Regions from separate parts of the Rattus norvegicus genome. Here region 1 is linked to region 2. Evidence: chromatin contacts called from public Hi-C data. All regions are on one chromosome and are shown on one strand. The core of a region is the stretch at or near the end of the contact, and the rest is flanking DNA. Distances in the headings are between cores, read along the strand shown.

Region 1 (6,445 bases), core at 3,156-5,655, 360 kb before region 2:
GTGTGGGTGTAGCATGAGCAGAGATGGACAGGGTCCCCTGGCTAGGGTCCCTCAGGTACACAGGCAGTAGAGCTGGTGAGAGGCTGTGTTTCTTTCTACCTCCCACTGTCCTACAAGTGCCCCCCACCCAGGCACTCCAGCTGTGACTCCCTGCTGTGGGGACACTTGCCTTGGGTGAGTTCCTGAAGGTCCTAGGCTAGACCTTTCTCACCCCTTTCTCATTACTGTTGGGGTGCTGCTCCTAAGGTCACTATGACATCTTAGTACTGGGCCATGGAGGATGTTCTTCCACTTGAAGCAATATGGAGGCAGTGTTGAGCGGCTTTGGTGGCTTTGAAACAGCAGATGGGGTCAGAACCACATGCAGGGGCAGTGGGCCCTTGGGGTCACAGCAGAAGCCCTGTGACTCAGGACACCCCACACCTGAGCGTCTGTCCCATGCAGATGAGCACTGGCTTCCCCAGCCTGACATTCAGTTCAATCTGACCTTGACTCTGGCAATTGCAGTGACCTGGGACTCTCAGCTAGGGAAGCCCCAAGGTGGGACTCCAGCTCCGCGGGCACCGTGCCCACCGCTCACTTTAGGAAGGGGACTGCCCAGGCTGAGGACCTCTGAAACCACTCTCCTGCATCTCCCACTCCTCGGAACGGACCTTAGAAGTCTTCCTTTCCCTGGGTTCCTTTTGCGTTGGTTGAGGCTGGGTCAGAAAGGGACACCCAACCTAATGTCCGGGTGGTGGCCAGTGGCTGGGAAGGAAGCGCCGGTTGGGTGTTACACGAAGCCACCCTCTGCCCCTCCCACAGGGCACAGGGTGCTGGGTTGGGGTCCCAACCTCGGGGTGGGTAGGAAGAGGACGCTCTGCACCGGGTTCACAGTACTCGCTCTTTCACAGACTGCGGCCTGGCACCCCCAGGGGCCCTGACCCGGATAGTGGGCGGCAGCGCAGCCTCGCTTGGAGAATGGCCCTGGCAAGTGAGCCTGTGGCTGCGGCGCAGGGAGCACCGCTGTGGGGCGGTACTGGTGGCCGAGAGGTGGCTTCTGTCTGCAGCACACTGTTTCGACGTGTGAGTCCTGCCCCGGGTGCGGGAGACCACCTGTCCTTCCTCTGACCCCAAGGCCCGTCCTTGGCAGGGTTCTGGGCATGGAGGACCCCTTAAGGGACCCCCAGCTTGTGCCAGTCGGTCACAAGGTGAAAGGACAGATGGGAGACTGCACTCTGGAGGGTTGAGCGTCCAGAGCCCTAGCATAAATGACCGGGGCTGCTGATGTGTGTGTGTGTGTGTGTGTGTGTGTGTGTGTACATGCACATGTCCCCCATTTCCACTAGTTAACCTAGTGGGGGTCCAGAGCCTTGATACCTAGTGGGTTGGTTCTCCAGACGGTGTTTGAGCAGTGGTGGGGTTCCCTCAGAGGGACACCCTTCATGGCTGCGTGAGCTTGAGTTGGGGAGGGAACAGAGCAGCCCATTTCCACTGGGACGGTCGGTGTCTTGGGCAGGCGTGGGACAGTGACACTGCCCACACATACGCGCGCCCTGCAGCTATGGGGACCCTATGCAGTGGGCAGCCTTCCTGGGGACCCCGTTCCTGAGCAGCACGGAGGGCCAGTTGGAGCGTGTGGCACGCATCTATCGCCACCCGTTCTACAACATCTACACGCTGGACTATGACGTGGCGCTGCTGGAGCTGGCGGGGCCTGTGCGCCGTAGCCGCTTGGTGCGACCCATCTGCCTACCAGGTCCCACTCGTCCTCCTGAAGGCGCGCGCTGTGTCATCACTGGCTGGGGTTCGCTGCGAGAAGGAGGTAGGCACTTGTGCGCTGGGCGCCGCGCAGGGCGTGTTGGAGGCACTCCCCACCCACACCTACTCCCTGGGTTGGGTCCACAGGCTCCATGGCGAGGCAGCTGCAGAAGGCTGCGGTGAGGGTCCTCAGTGAACAGACATGTCGCCGCTTCTACCCGGTACAGATCAGCAGTCGTATGTTGTGCGCAGGCTTCCCGCAGGGTGGCGTGGACAGCTGCTCGGTGAGTGGAGACAAGGGTTCTTAGTTCATGTATGTAGCCCAGGTTGGCCCGAAGTCCTGCACCGCCACCGTCCTATGAGGCAGTGAGTCCCAGGAATCCTGAGCTCTGGCCGCGGCACACACATTCACCATACCTGGCTTTTTATGTGGGTTTTGGGGTTTAACTTGGGCCCTCACGTTTGTGTGACAATTTTCTGACTCAGCCTGCCCAAGTCTCCCCCAGCCCACCTGACTCTGGGGGCATCACATTTCACAACGTGTAGCTTCCCAACCTCACATCCTACTGGAGGCTCCAGGCAGGGCGACTACTGAGTTTAAGACCAGCTTGCCGGGTAACACATAGATCAGGGAGATCTCCGGGTTCTATGCGATGCTTGCTGTGGGAACGCCAAGACTGAGCACAGATCCCCAGGAATCATAAAGGCCGTGCTTACAGACTACGTGCACTTGTAACTCCATTCGGTACGGGTAGCAGCGAGGGTGGGGGACACAGCTGGGACCTGGCCACCACCCACGTCCAGGTTCACGGAAAGACCCCGTGTCAACAATAAAGATAACCATTCAAGCCTGCCGTGGCCTGACGGCGCACAGCATGCACACGTGCTGGTTCTCGGGACAAGGGCCCGGCAGAGGCGCAGCCAGAGCAAGTAACAAAGCACCTTAGTACTGAACCCATTTCCCACACGGCAAAGGTGAGGCTCTTTGGCCGCTGCTCTCCCACTAAAGGTCCTCGTTAGTGTCCAGCAAAGAGGTGCAGTTGCAGGAATCATACCTGCTCCCAAGGGCTGCAGCCTGAGAACACTCTCTCCTTCAGGGTGATGCAGGGGGACCCCTGGCCTGCAGGGAGCCATCTGGCCAATGGGTGCTAACTGGGGTCACCAGTTGGGGCTACGGCTGTGGCAGGCCGCACTTCCCAGGTGTCTACACTCGAGTGGCTGCTGTACTAGGATGGATAGGCCAGAATATCCGGGAATGACACCCCCGTGGCCAGCGACCCAGGCATGGACTACAAACACAACTGCTGGCCACCCAACCCACGGTGGGGAGTCGGTGGCGGAACACACATGGGGGTCCGACAAGAACTAGCTGTGACCGTGTATATTGTTCCAATAAACAGAGTCCCTTCTCCTATTGGCTCAGTACCTCTGTTGAAGCCACGAGTCTCCAGGCATGTCTCCAACTCGCCTCCTTTGGGGCCTTTGTTCTGTGGGACAGCCTCAAGTACCAATCCTCCTGCCTCCACACTCACCCTACCCGCAAGTGCTAGGTCAACAGGTGTGCACCACAATTGGTTTATTCAGAGTTGAGGATGGCACCCTGGGCCTCATGCAGGACAGCTGATGAGCTACCCGGAGCTATGCTTCTTATCCTGGCTGGTCTCTATCTGGGATGAAGAGGCACCTGAGACCACGCTCCGAATTCCCCGAGAGCCAGCAGCCCAGAGACACCAAGGAGAAAGATACCCTGGGAGGTCGGGGCCTACTCTGGGGAAGGGAACTGAAGCAGTGAGGTGACACGCCAGGTTTTCTGCCCCAGCAGCGATTTATTGGCCTGCTCTCATGAGGTCACAGGTCAGTGGGGCCAGCCAGATCCCCGCGCTCGAACAGGTCCTCACTCTCTTCTGAGACTGAGCTGGACGCAGCAGCCCTGGGTAGAGGCCTCGACCCCGGAGCCCTCCATGCTGCCAGACTTCGGGGCGGCTGGAAGGAGCTGCCGTTACTGGTAGGGAAAACAGTTCCGACCGTGAGGCACAGGTCCTGGTCACATGTTGGCTCGTTCCCGCTGCAGTCGGGAGTTGTAGGCGCGGGACACGGTGTTCCAGGCGTCCATGTACCGGTCCATGCACATGGCGATGCATTTCTGCAAAGCGTGGAGGGGATCCCTGACTGAATTAGGGTCATGTGACCCCAGGAGCTCCCACTAAGGCTGCACCTACATAGGCGCAGAAGCCAGTTCCAACTCCGCGCACGCGCCGGACTCCTCAGTAAGCTGCGGCTAAAGGCCGCGCACGCGCAGATCCCTTAACCCCTAGAAGCTCCTGACCCTGCGCCCCTCACCACCCCCCCGGTTCCCGGGGTGTCTCACCTGCTCCGAGTTATCTAAGGAGCCCCCGGGCTTCCCGATGCACTTCCGGAAACACTTGTCCGTCATCCTCTGTGGACACATGCGAGGCCTCAGCGGGGACTCAACTGGGGGAACCCACCACCAACCCCAGCACGCCCCGCACCTGTAGCAGCTCCTGCGCATTGGCCACGGCGATCTGCACTTTCACCTGTTCCATAATGGCTCCCGGGTCCAGCTTCCCACCACCCGTGCCGCCGAAGTCCGAGCCGAATCCGCTGTCCATGGCTGCTCAGACAACCGGGTCGCGGTAGCGCGCGCCGACCGTAGGCGGAAGTCGGGGCACCACGGGAAACGGAGGCTGTGTCGATTCCCACAAGGCGGCGCGCGTCGTCACCAGGGCCTGAGTCACCATGGAAACACGTTAAACTACATCTCCCATGAATCCGTGCACTGTGCCTATGACCACCCATAGCTCTATGGGAAATTTACTACTGCTCCCACCAGGTTGTGCGCGCCGTCCCTAAATTGAACCCGGAGCACAGCCCTTTGGCTAATCCCTAACAATTCCCAGAGGGCTGTGCAACTTCCCGCATGCGCACACTGACTTTTAACGCCCTGGCAAAGGCTGGAGTTTCATTTCACTGAGGACCTCCCCGCTGCGCTTGAGTACCATGTAAAATTCTCGCGGTTCCTTTCGGGGACAGAGGATCAACTCAGAGGCTGCAGTTAAAATCAGTGTTTATTTGAGTGTACAAAAGTTCCCAGTAGTAAAATGTATATTACAAATCATAGGCAGAAAAGAAAAAGTGGAACACGTTTGGCATGCATCTTATAAAAGAAAGGATCTGTAGAAGCTGAGCAATGTGTGCAGTGCAGGCGGCTCCCAGTAGAAGTGCCACTCCGGTAACCACCTCGCCTGGCCGGACCAGAAACAGACCTCTGAGGACCTGCAGATTACTCTAGACCTGCTCTTCAACCACAAGGAAGCCAGCTCCAGTTCGCGGTACACTGGAGAGCACCTGCACTGTGGGCAAGGCAGCAAGGCAGCAGTGACTGCAGTCAGCTACCACTATCCAGGATCCAACACCGGTCACTTAAAGAAAACGGAGGTATCTAGAAGCAGGAGGTGGCTGGTGGATTCTGGAGGTCGGTGGCAGTGGTGGCTTCCTGTGGCCAAGAGCTCTTGCCTTGGGGGAAGACTAGGCCTGAATTCTCCCTACTACCATCAGCTGTGCCAGGAGGGAGACAGCACTCCCGACAGCTCGGTAAAGGAAGCTGTCATAGGTAACCCCCAGTTGTGGCAGCTCCAGGCCTGCACTCCCAGAGCAGCGTCCCAGTGAGCTGGGCTACTGATGTAAAAAAATAAATATTCTTTAAAAAAATACCATGTGTCATTGGTGGGGAGGTGACAGGTAAAACTGGCTGGCTCCTGGCGTTTAGTCGCAGGGAAGCAAGTTTCCAGGCCTCGTTTTCAGGGTGGTTCAGAGAGGGGCCGCGCAGGGTACATACACGTGAGGCCAGTTGCACAGCTAGCCTGGCCACACGCCTGTGAGCAGTCACTGGCTGGGATTCCGCAGCCTTTGATCCTGAATACACAACGCCCACGATCTGCCTGTCCCCTTCAGTCTTAGGATGGGAGGAACCACCCCATGTGTGAGTGAGCTCCCTCCTTCTGAGCCCTCAGCTTTAGAAGGGACTAGAACATTTTAGAATCTGGGCCCAGAGAAGCCTCTGAATGCCCTCAAGCTAGGGACTATTATAAACCCTTCAGACTCAGAGCACAAAGCTGGACCGTCCCTGGGTTCAGGTGCTCTGCAAGCGCCAACAACTCCAGGAGAGGAGCGTCTGTCCTGTGTCCTATGAGCCACCAACCTGACAGGCTAGTGAGCCCCACAGCCCTCTTTCTGAATTTGATTTCCTTAAATCCAAACATGGATTCTGACTTGATTTGAAAAGTTTCAAAGAAAACCTCTGAATCACCAGTGTCATACAAGGTCCACCCTGAACTAGCAGGCATTCTCCTGCCCCAGATCCAGGCCCAAGTCCCACAGCCTCCAGGTTCCCAGCCCAGGCCTCTATATCATCACGACATGACATCACGACATCACATGACATCACGACATGACAGCATGACATCACATGACATCACGACATGACAGCATGACATCACATGACATCACGACATGACAGCATGGGCATGAGCTCAGGCCCAAGTGAGGCCTGTGGGTAGAGGACACTTCCATCTCGGAAACCCAGCAGAGCCCACCCACATTCTCATGGTTGCTTAACAAGTCATCTAGAAATGGACCAAGGACTCGTGAGAGCAGACCATAAAAAAATAATTTCAGGGGCTCTGGG
Region 2 (6,064 bases), core at 3,420-5,919:
AGAGCCCCATACCCCAAGATGGTGAGCAGCACCCCGGGGAGGGCAGCCTGTGCATCCCGTGTCACTGACTGCCCCCACCCATGCTACCCCCTACCCCCGTATCTACAGTCGCTAAAGGAGGTTTCAGAGGCTGTGGAGAAGGGTTACCGCATGGAGCCCCCCGACAGCTGCCCAGGCCCTGTGCATACCCTCATGGGCAGCTGCTGGGAGGCTGAGCCCTCGCGCAGACCACCGTTCCGCAAAATAGTGGAGAAGCTGGGTCGTGAGCTCCGCAGTGTGGGCGTCGCAGCCCCCGCCGGGGGACAGGAGGCTGAGGGCTCAGCTCCCACACGGAGCCAGGACCCCTGACCCCTGAACTGGAAAGCAAGAGGACACAGATGTAGGGTCACAGGGCCAGGGTGAGCCAGTGCACAGGCTCCGGAGCCCCTGGGATCCCCGTTACTGGGACACCCCATAAAGAGTGATTGGAAGGATTTTGTACAACTGTGTCTGATGCCTGTGTCCCCAACCTGCTGCCCTGAGAGATCGGAGACCTGCAGTCAGCTCCCCAAATTCTGCTGGCATGACCATATCCTGCCCACATGAACCTCAGAGCCAGCCTGATTGTTGGTGCCTGTGATGTCACCCAAAGTCCCTACCCACTCTGCCTGCATGGGCAGACTACAGGCCTGCCCCTTCCCCCAGCACCTACCTCACCAGCCTGTGGGGCACGGTGTCTGGGAAACGGCCAGGCTAGAGACCCACATGCCACCAGTCCTCAGGGCCCTGCCTGCCACATAGCTGTGCCGCCCACCTGCTGGGGAGGGGCCTGAGCCGCTCTGCCTGCTGATGGAGCGGTTATAGGGCCAGGGTGAGCCCTGTACATCCCAAGCAGTTACATCCCATCTCAGGATGTCCATGTCGCAGAAGGGACAGAGTGCAGGACAGCAAACCTCTTGCAGAGGGGACCCACACTTCCTGGTCAAGATGGTTTTCTTCCATGGAGGCCAAGACACCCAAGTAGAGCCAAGCTGGGAGTCGCAGCTGACAAGGACAGCTTTGAGGACATCAGTCTGGGTGTAGTCTACTCCAGCCCACGTACCACGCAGATTCACCCCAACACACCCAGCCACCCTCATCCATCTCGCCCACCCATTCGATCCTTAGCCAGACTCCAGGCCACGCCTCCAGCCACACGTCTCCACCCTTCCGCCTAGCCCTCCATCTTATCTCCTAACCTCCTACTCCGCTAGCCACCCATCCACACTCACTCACCCACCACGGACCCACCCACCAGCCCCCTCAGCACATGGGGCACAACTGGTGATCAGTGCTAATCTTCACGGAGATGCAAGGACCAGAGGAGAGCCTTGGAGTGTCCATGGCATGGGTTGAGGCTGCCATGTCAATAGTATGGCAAACTCTGACCCGAGGAGGAGGAAGAGGAGGAGGAAGAGGCACAGGTGGTCCAGCCTGTGCTAAGGCCCAGGCTAGGATGCAGCTGGGGCTGGGAGGCAGGTGAGGGAAATCAGGTGGCAGGCTCTACTCTAACTTTGACACATCCCGGGGAGCCCCACGCGCATTTGGAGTAAGATGGCCGCATACTTGGCCCCTGCCTGCTGGGCAGCATCGTGAAGGCTGGCGACAGAAGGGGGATTCACAAACTCCCGCTGGATGGATGGAGCCTCAGGTCCTTTCAGTGAGGCACAGAGGGTTGCCGGGACCACCCAGAGCCCTGGGAAGGGGTAGCTGTTACTTTCTGTGTAGGACCTCAGCAGCATGACCTCATCCATTCTCTCGATTCGGCCGACCCTGGGGAGGTGGGCAGAGCTCAGGCCACTTGCCCCAGTCAGGCTGGCTCTGGAGCAGATGGCAAAGACAGGGTCCAGCCTGGGGTCCAATGAGCAACCACATCGCAGCTGCCGGGAGAGGTGGTCCTGCCCAGCTCCCTTTAGTGAGCAGCGATGCCCAGCTGGCCCGGGGCTGACGCCAGCTCTACGCACAGGCACCACCGCCCTGAGGGCACAGAGCAGGTCAAGTCACAGCCTTGACCAGGCCAGGCCCAGCAGGCCCATCAGGACCTGGAGAGGAGGCCCTGGACAGGGCTCAGCTGCAGAGCAGAGGCTGGGGCCCAGGCTGGGGCCCTCACAGGTCTGACACACATCACATGGGCGTGACTGCCGCAGGTCCCTTTATTTTGCCCTTCATTTTCATCTTTGTTTATTTAGTGTGTGTAAGGCCTGCACATCACGGTGAGCGAATGAAGGACTCGGTTCTCCCCGTTCTGGCTGGCACCAGGCTGGCTCCTGGGAGGAAGTGCCCACACTCACATTACAGCTTCTTGTTCTTGCTCAGCCTGTTGTGACGCCAGATGTTCTGTTTGCGAAGCAGTCGCCAGTACTCTCGGGACTCCGGTTCTAGGTCCTCTAGCTTTTTGGGGGGACCCAGGTCCACCTGGAACAGCCTGGGGGTGAGAGTCAGGGCTGCATGACATCCTATAGCTCCAGGGTGTGGGTGGTATCCAGCTGGAGCTTTGAATTCTGCTCTGGTTCTCAGTGACAGAAACAGCCTGAGGGACCTGGACATCCCTGCCTTGCTTCCAGTCTGCCTCTCTGCCTCAGTCTCTGTTCCAACCACATAGGCCTCTTCTCTGCTCCCAAAGAATTGGCTCTGACCTGCCCCAGGACCTCTGCACAGGCCACACTTGCTATTCACTCGTCCCCGGATCCATGTGGCCTCCCGAGGAAACACTACCCAGTCTGCACCCCACTGCCCTGCCTCTCCCAATCTCCTGAGAATGGGGCCCCATCAGATCTGCCTGTTCAGATTGCTCTGGGAAGGGGGTGGGTATTTCTGTTGATGAGCAGCCCTGTGTTTCCCTGAACCAAGGGTCAGTCATAAACTTCAAGAAACAGAGCCCCTGCCCCTTCAGCGTTTGGGGACATATGGTTCTGTGCACTCTCTGGCATGCCCAGCAGGCCCCAGGGTAGGCATGCCCAGCAGGCCCCAGGGTAGGCATGCCCAGCAGGCCCCAGGGTAGGCATGCCCAGCAGGCCCCAGGGTAGGCATGCCCAGCAGGCCCCAGGGTAGGCATGCCCAGCAGGCCCCAGGGTAGGCATGCCCAGCAGGCCCCAGGGTAGGCATGCCCAGCAGGCCCCAGGGTAGGCATGCCCAGCAGGCCCCAGGGTAGGCATGCCCAGCAGGCCCCAGGGTAGGCATGCCCAGCAGGCCCCAGGGTAGGCATGCCCAGCAGGCCCCAGGGTAGGCATGCCCAGCAGGCCCCAGGGTAGGCATGCCCAGCAGGCCCCAGGGTAGGCATGCCCAGCAGGCCCCAGGGTAGGCATGCCCAGCAGGCCCCAGGGTAGGCATGCCCAGCAGGCCCCAGGGTAGGCATGCCCAGCAGGCCCCAGGGTAGGCATGCCCAGCAGGCCCCAGTGAGCTATCCTGGACTATCGTGTTCCTAGAGGCTGGTGTCAAGGTTCCGAGGCAGTGTGGCACACTCACCATGTCGGGTACTCAGAGTCTGGCTTCAGGGCCACCTCCTGGCCTTCCTTGTAGATGTTGACCCCCATGGCGTGTGTGGTGAGCTGAGAGGGGTCTGTGCACACCTCGGGGTCCTTCAGGGCCTCAGCGGCCACGCCACCCTTGCCACCCTTGCTGACTGCAAAGTAAGAGCACAGGTCAGTCCAGCCTGCCCAGCTCTGCCTTCCTTCAACACTCCTGTGTGGTCTCCTGGCTCCAGGGACCAACAACCCCAGCACCTCCATGCATAACGGGGTCCCTTGTTACAGCACAGACCTATCCCACCCATGTGCTCTGAAGGCCCAGTCTGTACCACACAACCCTCTTCCATTCAGTGATGCTGACATGGTGGCACATGCCTATCATCCCAGCATTCTGGAGTTGAGGTTGGAGAGTCATAAGACCCTGTCTCAAAAAACAAAACAACAACAAAACCTTGAGAGTAGAGAGATGGCTCAGTGACTCTAGGCCAACTTGGCATGGAACTGTGTTTACAAACATTTTTACTTATTTATTTTTGGAGAGAGCGTGTCACTATGTAGTCTCCTGGAACAACACCAAAAAAGAAAACATTAAAAGAAAAAAAAATTTTTTTGAGATGGGGTGGGTCTTCCTGGCAGGTCTGGAACTCACGGAAATCACCCTGACTCTCCCCGCCCAATGTTGGGATTAAAGGTGTGCGCAGGCTTTCGCGGCAAGCACTTTGCACATTGAACCAATATGTCCACCCACATTACTTCCTAAATTAAAATAATGACAATAACTTAGTTGATGTTGGTTGTTTGACGATTTACTCAAAGTTGGAGCGCGGAACCCAGTCTGGCCCCGCCCCATCCTGGCCCACAAGGGTTACACCTGCGCACTGAGCGCCGAGGCAAGAGCGAACGCCAGAGGCGTTCCGTTCCGCTCGGCCTTCGTGTCGCTGCGCCTGCGCAGCTAAACCTCGGAGCCCCACCTCCCCAGCAGCGCGCCCGCCGTACCCACGTTGCTTCCTTCGGAGCCTGCTCACCTGCCTTCTTGGCATATTCCCGGATAAATAATTCTCCAGGTCTCCCGGGGACCGGGAGCGCCCGGGGATGCCAGCGGGCCCACACCCGGGTTGCCCCGAGGAGACTGGCGGCCGCCATGACGCTCGCCGGCCGCTCACACGTGCATGCTTCCGTGTTACGGCAGCGCTCCAGAGCCTCTTTAGGGCGTTGGAGGTGCCCCGCGGCCTTCTGGGAAATGTAGTCTTTTTTTTTTTTTGGTTCTTTTTTTCGGAGCTGGGGACCGAACCCAGGGCCTTGCGCTTCCTAGGTAAGCGCTCTACCACTGAGCTAAATCCCCAGCCCCGAAATGTAGTCTTTTTAAAAAAAATCTTTGGCAGTCTAATGACTAATTTGAACTTCTGTAGCTATCGCCTGTTCAAAGAATATTTTATAAAATTCCTGCCCTTAGTTCAAGCGGTGATGGCACACCTTTAATCACAGTACTCGGGAGATAGAGGTAAGATGATCTCTGAGTTCAAGGCCAACCTTGTCTACTTCATGAGTTCCAGGACAGACAGGACTACACAGAGAAACCCTTTCTTAAAATAACAACAACATCAACAAGGATTTAGATTTTTTAGTAACTTTAAATGTCACAGTATGGCTGGAGAGATGGCTCAGCAGCTAAGAGCACCAGGGCTGCTCTTCCCGAGGTCCTGAGTTCAATTCCCAGCAACCACATGGTGGCTCACAACCATCTGTGACGGGATCTGATGCCCTCTTCTCGTGTGTCTGAAGACAGCGACAGTGTACTCACATACACAAAATAAATAAATGTTTTTAAAAATTTTTAAAAAGTCACAGTAAATTCATGTTTATATCCCATGTGAAATTTTTGAAAGCTTAAAAGGACGGCAGTTGTGATGTGGAGGTGGAGGCAGGAGGATCAGGAGTTCGGTTCACTCTGTCCTACACAGCAATTTTGAGGTCAGCCTAAACTATATAAGATCTTGGCTTGAACATAAGGGTAGCCAGGTGTGATGAACTCCCACTTAACCCCACACTTGGGAGACAGAGGTGAGTTCCAGGCCAGCCTACTCTACATAGTGATCCCTGTAGTAATAGAAGAAGGGGGTGGGGGGTGATTGGGGCTTGGTAGCAGCCTGGTTCTACTCCCAGCACCACAGAAATGGAAGCTGGCTGCACACAGGAAGCTGAGGCAGGAGGATCAGGAGTTCGAAGTCAACTTGTCTCAAGAATAAATACACTAGTGCTAGAATATTCTAGATTCACTGCTAACAAACCTAACCAGGTGAACTCTTTGAGAACACACAGTTAAGTTTAGGGATTATCATTGTCCCTAGTCTATAACTAGAACCGCGTTGTAAATTCCCCTGTCCACTCGAGATTGTGCTGTTATAGATCCCTACTGAGATCCAAACTGGAAGTCCATCCTCAATAACTTCCAAATTTTTAAGTCACACGATCTTTACTGTTATCCTCCCTGGTTTCTCCCCATATCCTACCTCAGCCGTTTGTGCCGTGAAGTGATGCAGAACCCGATTTTAGAATAGAAAAGCCGGTTTGGGCCTCTC

Evidence for each region. A called contact is a pair of places that touch in the nucleus more often than the background predicts.
Region 1: a contact with region 2 is called in a Hi-C map of liver, with 4 times the contacts expected there. The contact joins the promoter of Timm13 here to the promoter of Mrpl54 in region 2. A contact is called at or near these places in 2 of 12 Hi-C or Micro-C datasets (hepatocytes and liver).

What each region holds. Positions count from the first base shown.
Region 1 is chr7:9,457,706-9,464,150 of GRCr8, reverse strand. Timm13 (translocase of inner mitochondrial membrane 13) reads right to left here and starts at 4,405. Exons shown (of 3, transcript NM_145781.2): 1 at 4,251-4,405; 2 at 4,109-4,177; 3 at 3,302-3,883. The coding sequence starts at 4,370. The coding sequence ends at 3,785. It overlaps Lmnb2 (lamin B2), which reads right to left. Exons shown (of 12, transcript NM_001305235.1): 12 at 4,809-6,445. Tmprss9 (transmembrane serine protease 9) reads left to right here. Exons shown (of 18, transcript NM_001395516.1): 15 at 894-1,065; 16 at 1,542-1,804; 17 at 1,888-2,024; 18 at 2,838-3,153. The coding sequence ends at 2,999.
Region 2 is chr7:9,102,130-9,108,193 of GRCr8, reverse strand. Mrpl54 (mitochondrial ribosomal protein L54) reads right to left here and starts at 4,669. Exons shown (of 3, transcript NM_001106770.1): 1 at 4,511-4,669; 2 at 3,484-3,640; 3 at 2,149-2,443. The coding sequence starts at 4,628. The coding sequence ends at 2,311. It overlaps Matk (megakaryocyte-associated tyrosine kinase), which reads left to right. Exons shown (of 13, transcript NM_021859.2): 12 at 1-21; 13 at 109-473. The coding sequence ends at 348. It also overlaps a transcript of Apba3 not described here.